Linked DNA regions of Ovis aries: region 2 is linked to region 1. The links are chromatin contacts, called in public Hi-C maps. All regions are on one chromosome and are shown on one strand. Each heading gives the region's core, a stretch centred on a gene start, on an enhancer-like site or on the middle of the called end of the contact. The rest is flanking DNA. Distances are from core to core; before and after follow the strand shown. Region 1 has its middle 230 kb from the start of SOX4. Region 2 holds the start of SOX4 (SRY-box transcription factor 4).

The links. Hi-C and Micro-C count contacts between places; a contact is called where the count stands out from the background.
Region 2: a contact with region 1 is called in a Hi-C map of skin fibroblasts, with 2.7 times the contacts expected there. The contact joins the promoter of SOX4 here to the enhancer-like site in region 1. A contact is called at or near these places in 2 of 16 Hi-C or Micro-C datasets (skin fibroblasts and tail adipose tissue).

The regions. Positions count from the first base shown.
Region 1 is chr20:35,554,067-35,557,830 of ARS-UI_Ramb_v3.0, forward strand. No RefSeq gene overlaps it. Among named protein-coding and RNA genes, the nearest start is that of SOX4, 230 kb to the right of the region's middle. Within about 2 kb of position 1,720, at least 8 of the 54 cell types and tissues checked have an H3K27ac peak or open chromatin away from gene starts, as enhancers often do.
Region 2 is chr20:35,784,391-35,788,198 of ARS-UI_Ramb_v3.0, forward strand. SOX4 (SRY-box transcription factor 4) reads right to left here and starts at 1,608. Exons shown (of 1, transcript XM_027959226.3): 1 at 1-1,608. The coding sequence starts at 825.

The sequences.
Region 1 (3,764 bases), core at 470-2,969:
TGTCAGAGGTGAGCATGCTCTCATGCTCTCGGAGGAACTCTCTTCCAGGCTCCAGCATGCGATGCCGTATTGCAGTGGGCACCCACAGGGTGAGCTCAGCCAGCGCCCTTTTCATTCTGAGCCCCCTGGAGGCCACGCCCCTATGTCCCCATTTCAAAAGCACTAGCTGGCTCTGCACAGGATCCATTTCTTTACGTCTTTGGGAGGAAAAAAAAACCCCTTTAAGAAGCCTCTGTGAACGTGAGAGCTTCAAAAAGCAGTTCACATTTCCCAACAGTACCATCTCCAAGGAAAATTCTTCAAGTATGAAACAACAATGTATTTCATCAAACAAACCCAAAAGGAATCCAATCGGTCAGTGAAACTGTAATAAGCTGCAAAGCCTGACCTAACTGGAATAGAGAGTTAAAGTTGTGACAGGAAGAACAGAAAATAGAGTTAGGAATGGTGGAAGGCCACTGACGGCCGAGTGACCCTCTGCCTTGTAGACACCTGCACACGTTCTGTTCAGCATCAGTGTTTTTCAGCCTGTCCTCGACTTGCTGAAATTCAGCTTGGATGTTGGTACCTTGGGAGGCTACACTTCAACACTGGACTATCAATGCAACCCCAAGCAGAATTATTAAAGAGTCCAGTGTCTAATTCGGAAGAGTGGACTTAGTTTCAGCTCAGTTCAGCTTTGTGAGGAGAATATTTCAGCCTGGGACTACATGTCAATAAGGGTCTTTTCCTTGCTATCTTTGGGGAGCAGAGTCACCATTTCTAAGATCAAGCCCACACAAAAAGTGTGCATTATCAAGTGCAGGGTCCCACCAGACAACCCAGACACTGGTGGCAGCTGAAAGGACAGAGTTCCTGCGTGCTGCTTTCCATAATGAAATTAATTCTCTTTACCCCTGAGTTAAGTTGATTACTCAAACTCTCAAGACTTCTCCTCCCTCCATCCCAGCCGACTCACGTTTTCCTTAGGCCGATTGACGCTAGGAAAACAAGTATTGCATTATGCCTGACTCCTTGGAATGAGATCAGTTCTCGTTTCAAATTCCCTCTCAGAGCAACCCCGAGGCCACAGACCCTGTTTGAGATTGCAGCTGCTCAGTGGCACAGGATGGCCTAAGCTACAGCAAGGAAGCACAACCAAAGTCACAATCAGCAAACACATCCTAACCCCAGACTGGCATCTTCACAGGTCTATTCCGAAGCACTGGGCACGGACAAGACACATCTGTAGCCAGCCCAGTCTCGGCTCCTCCTCCAGAGGCTGCTCGGCCAAGGCGAGGCTGCGGTGCAACGTTCAGCAGTGATTTTCTCCAACTGGCACCATCTGTGCCTGCCCTGCCAGACGTGCTGACAGAGCAGGCTGCGTAGACCATTACTAATCTCCCAGGGTCAGCGGGGTCAGGCCTGCAACACGATGCCTATAGATTTCAAAGGCCGGCCTTCCCTCCCTGCCAGCTAATCAATCTATGTTGAAAAGCCAGCACATTTGTATTCTACTTTCTTTTAAATTTCAAAGAAAAATCTCATTTTTAAAGCTCTCAGCCTGAGGATTGCTTGCATGTAATCAGTGTCCTGATTCCAGTTAAATTGTACAAGACCTTCAAGGGATGAGGCTCGCCTGTTGAGTCTTTGCCAAAACCGGGGAAAGAGATCAGGAGGACAGCTCTCCTCGGATGATGAATAGCCTTACACCAGAGACACAGAGGAAGGACAGCGTGGATCAAGACTCAGACTCTCCTGCAAACCGCCTATCCCAGGGCTGAGTAGTCTACTAAAGCAGAGTAAGCACTAGCCAGAGAATATAAAGTCAGGCTGTTAATAAAAATGCAGCAAATTCTGCCATGAGGATGTTCCCTACTATCAGCTGCCTTCCAAGGTTCTACTGAACACCTACTGTGTGTCAAGAGCTTTATGCTCCTTTGCATCCCTATCACTAAGGAACGGGGATACCTTGTGAGTCTAGAACTCGGCCTCTTACTGGCAAGAAGAGCCCCAGAGCCCCATGAGAACAGGAGGATGGCAATCCTGTCTTCTGAGTGCCATGGGTAGCACAGACTTCCTGTAGGAACTAAATGAAGCACGGTGTAGATAAGCTCATTAATACAAATCTTCGTGTATCAAGACCAACTATTATAATAATGTCTTCATAGCAGACGGTGTTATTCTAGATCTCCAAGTCCAAGGATGACTCAATCTGATAAGAGTCAGCCTCACAAGTAAGACATCATCATGAGCTCCAAAGAAACTAGACCTTTTGTTTACAATAATTAAAGGTTTAAAGAAATCTCAAGATAAGTGACTTCATCTTCTTACTTGTGCTTAGATATCAGTTTCTCCACTTACCAGAGTTTAAGTTGGGCTAAAGGAGTAGGAGGAAGGAGGAATTTGTGGGTTAAAACATCATGAATAATTCCTCTAACCCGGATCACTTTCCTGGTAAAGTGAGCTGGGAGGGTCACGCATCTGACGTGGCTGCTTCAGCACTATTTGAGGAGCAGGTTCACATGAGTTCCATGGAGTAGTTTCTTCTTCCAGCTTTCCCAAGCTTCAAGCAACTACAGACTCCGGGCTAAGCTGGCTGCCAACACACCCACTCTTCCCTGCTCACAAGAGTGGCTTTATAGTGTCTAAAAATAAGTCACACAATCACTTAGATCCCCTTCAACTATTCAATATCAAAGAAACACTGCTGTCTTAACAACAGACCTCTTCTCTGCCTTTAGACTTACTGGATGTTATAAAACAAACCCAACACACACAAAAAATGGGAACATTTAAGAGGAGATCATGTTTCATATCTATTCTATCTTTGCTAACCCACCCTGAGACCTCCAGTGTATGGAGAAAGATTTCATTCTATTTATAAAATGAACACTTTCACATATCAGGATGGTTTGCTTCAGTCTCTCAGAAAGATGTGAGATTTTACTAGGCCTAACTTCACACACTGGGCTTTTCACAGAGAGCTTTATGACATCTTTCCCCCACGTTTGAGCCCTGTTCTGTTTTAGTGGCTTGACTTGTTCTAAACATCAGTATCTCCTTTTTTAAACAAAGGCTGCCCAACATTCAGCTTCATTCGTCTGATTCTGCTGGAGCAGAAGATAAGGATCTAGACAGAGGCTTTCACAGTGTTTTACCTACAACTTGCCTAAACCACCAACTGACAAACAGGTTCTGCCCAAAGGTACCCAAGGTGTCCACACAGCTGCAGAGACCTGTACCTCCGACAGTGGTTCCAATACAAAAGCAGCCAGTGGAACGATCAGAAGGCAGGATGCCTAGATGGTACAATGATAAATCCATGAGGGACCTAAAGATAATCAAGTCAAGCAAGGAGGTGGCAAAGTAATGGCAGAACTATGGCCATAGACTCTCAACAAACCCCAAATAAAACTACCACATGGCCCAGCATTTCCACTCCTGGGTGTATCTCCGAAAGAAACAAAAACACTAATTTGAAAAGACATATGCACCCCAATGTTTACCGCAGCATTATTTACAACAGCCAAGATTTGGAAAGATTCAGTGATGGATGAATGTATACAGAAGATGTGGCAGGCATGTATACATATATGCTTGTCTATCCACACACACACACACACACACACACACACACACACACACACACACACACACACAACGGACTACTACTCGGCCATCAAAAAGAATGAAATTCACATCAGTAGACTTGAAGAGTATCATGCTAGGTGAAATAAGTCAAACAGAAAGTCAAATGCTATATGATATCACTTATACGTGAA
Region 2 (3,808 bases), core at 358-2,857, 230 kb after region 1:
CGAGGCCGAGGCGCTGGGAGTCCGCGCCTTGTACAGCGAGTGGTGGTCGGCGGCCGCGGCCGCGGCGCCCAGGGGCAACAGGGCGGCGGCCCCCGCCTGCTCAGCGGCGAACGAGGACGACGACGACGACGAGGAGGAGGAGGCGGCGGCGGCCGCCGCCGCCGCCTTCCCGCCGCCGCCCGCCAGGATGAGCTTGGCATGGGGCTTGCCGACCCCGCCGCCCGCTACTTTGGAGCCGCAGCTCTTTTTCTGAGCGGGTTTGGAGTTGGCGCCGCCGCCGCTCGCGCCGCCGCCGCCTCCTCCCCCTGCGTGGCTGCCCCCGCCGCCGCCGCCCCCGTGGCCGCTGCCACCGACCTTGTCGCCCTTCTCCCCGGGCTTGGAGGCGGCGGCGGCCGCGGAGCCCGAGTTGGCGTTGCCGGACTTCACCTTCTTCCTGGGCCGGTATTTGTAGTCGGGGTAGTCAGCCATGTGCTTGAGGCGCAGCCGCTCCGCCTCCCGAATGAAAGGGATCTTGTCGCTGTCTTTGAGCAGCTTCCAGCGTTTGCCCAGCCGCTTGGAGATCTCGGCGTTGTGCATGTCGGGTGACTGCTCCATGATCTTGCGCCGCTCGATCTGCGACCACACCATAAAGGCGTTCATGGGCCGCTTGATGTGCCCACTCGGCGTCTTGCACCAGCTCGGGTCGTCGGCCTTGCCGCCCGTGGAGGCGGTGGAGCCGGGCGTGGGGGAGGAGGCGATGCCCAGCTCGAGGCCGGCGCCCGAGTCCGAGCTCTCGCCGGCGAGCAGCGCTTCCGTGTTCTCGGCGTTGTTGGTTTGCTGCACCATGGCCCCGGCTCGGCGGGCGCCCACGCGCGCTCACACCCTCGCGGCGGCCGCGGCGCGATCGCCGGGCCCTCCTGGCTCCCGGGACCAAGCGCACGCCGAGCGGGGGTACGTGCGCGGCGGTCGAGCGGGCGGCTCAACTCCTGGTCGGGGCGGAGGTGGGCGAAGAGAGAAAAGTCTCTAAAAAGATGCGAGGCGGGAGCACTCCGCCTCCTGCAGAGGAGTTATAGTTCCCAGGCTGGAGAATCTCCCTCTCTCTCGCTCTTCTCTCTCACCGCGCCGCAGTTTGCGCTGTCTTTCGGCTCTGCGTCCTGGAGACGGTGCTAAAGTGGAGAGGAGTTTCTCGAATGCTGGTTGCTGAAGCTTCCAATGCAAGTTTCTCGCCGCCTCCCAGGCAAGTCTTTTTTTTTTTTTCCTTCCCCTGAAGCAGTTGATTCCAGTTCGCGAGCGCTCTCAGAAGCTCAGGAAAGCGACATAGTCTCTATCAGTTAGTCCCTCTCTTACAATGCAGAGCAGAAAAGGCTCTGGCTCCAGGACTCTCTGTGGGCGGAATCGGCACTAAGGAGTTTGTGCAATTATTTTGTTGCAAGGTAGGACGCCAGAAAGCCTTCATGCAACAGACTGGCATGAATAAATGTATGTTTCCCCCTCCCTCCTGCAAGAAGGGAGCTGGTAATGGCAGAGTTCCTCCAGTGCAGACTCTTAAAGAGCGTGCAAGAACTAGAGACCCGGAGCGAAACAGGCCTCTTCCTCTCACACACGGTTTCCCTTGCTGCAGCTTAGAGCGGACCCCAATTCCGCCTCGCGCCTCTTTATCCTTTCCCAGTCTTGGCCGCGGCCAATCAGCCGCTGTAACCAACGCTTCCTCGTGCCAAGCCCCTCCCCCGAGCTTCCCATTGGCTTGGAACCCGATGCAATAATAATCTCCGCGTGCAATGAGAAGCTCCAAATCTGACCTCATTCCAATTTACAGAGCAAACTTTTTAAAAGGGCTAGAAGTACAGCTGAGATTTCTGCTGCCTCTTTTTTCCTTTTGCTGTGCGTGCTTGCGTGTGTGTGTGTGTGTGTGTGTGTGTGTGTGTGTGTGTGTGTGGTGTGTGAAGAGGATGTTAATGCATGAAATTATTAAGGGGAGAGACGGAAATGTATTCTAACCATTATGTTAGATAACAAGGGGCTTAGAAGGGGGGGAAGGGTGAAATACTGTAAATGGAAGCTTTCTGCTTAAAAGCCAAGTGATTATTTTTATTAGTTCTTTTCAGTATTGGAATAGAGAATCAGCCTTTATTGCAAAATCTGTTCCTCGGCTCCTTCATAAAGCCAAGGATGTAAAAGAGGGAGGGAAAGCTATGAAAATAAATCAATAGACATTGAAAACCATTAAGAAAGTGGTACCTAGACACCTGTCATCACTATTATTTTAACAATTCCAGGTACAGCACAGATGTTGATGTATTATGCTAATCCCTTCAGAGCTATTTTGGTGCTGTTTGTGAAAGGCAGAAAAGAGCATTTTGGGGGGGCAATAGTTACTTGCTCTCTTAACCAAACGGGTTAACTATAGTTATTGAATGATTTAAACTCCCCTTTGAATCCTGGATGGGCTTCCCTAGTGGTGCAGTGTGGTAAAGAATTTGCCTGATAATGTAGGAGGCAAGGGAGACTGGGTTCCATCCCTGGGCCAGGAAGATCCCCTTGGAGGAGAAAATGGCAATCCACTCCAGTATTCTTGCCTGGAAAAATCCCATGGACCGAGGAGCCTCATGGGTTACAATGCACAGGGTTGCAAAGAGCTGGACATGACTGAGCACACAGCACAGCACACACAGTCATAAATCCTGGGTTGCCCAAACAGAGGAGCTTTCCACTGGAACACAATAGGCAGTGTTCCAGAGTTAAGAGGAGAATTTCCATAGTTTTGTGTAAGATGATAATGGTGAGTAAAGGATGGGAATCAGTTTTACTTTTTAAGTATTAGTTTTCCACATTTTCAAAATTAAAGATAGCTTCACACTTCATCCTCTCTTCCCCAAACCTTCCTCCTCCTTTCCTTTTTATTTTCTCCTATATGTTCGTCACTTCAATCATATGGAATTAAAAGGCCAAAGCAAAGAGACACTGTAGAAGGCAGTGATAACTAGTAGCATAAAAGAATGGACCTTCTGAATTTATATTAGACCTGGCTGCTAGTCCTTCTTACTAGTCTTGTGACCCTGGGGATGTGACCAAGTCTCAGTTTACCTCATCAGTGATATGGGAACACTAGGAACTACTCTATGTAGTGTTTTGTGGGAGTTAAGTGAGCTTGATGTATAGTAAGCCCTCAGTGAATACTGTATTATCCTTCATGATAATTCAGATTCCAGAGACATTCCCTCTAGTAAAAGCAGCATGTTGTTCAAGAGACTAAAATTGAGGGAGGTCACTGATGTGAAAAAATCATCACAGATCATGGATGTGAACCGTCCAAGGACCACACTGGCAACCCAGTCATCCTGATGATTTGAAAAGAAGCCTCATGAAGAGCATTGTGAAGAATGTGGCAAAAAAAAGTTCCCACGTAGTCAAAATACATGTTAATTTGGCCACAGACATCTCTTGTTCTAAGGTATGAAAATTAAAATTATAATAAAGATTGGCCTTAAAACCATAAGACTGTTTTTCTATAAGCCAGTGATAAGTGGTTAGGTAGGGCTAACCTAACATAATTAAGCTTTCAGTTCTGATCAAACTAGTGCTGGGCAGCAGATTTCTACTTATCTTGTCAAACTTTTAGAGTATGTAGGCTGGGGAGAGGCCCAGGTTGTCAGATGTAGAATTTTACTGGAAAGAACACCCTTTGGCGACATCTGACTGGATCTCTAAGGATCAACAACACACAAGAATGTTTTTGTGGGGTAGAAGCAAATAATTTTTGACCAGTAGCTACCCAAGTTATATATTTTTTTCTTTTAGAAGGGGAAACAAATCTTGAAAACAAAAATCC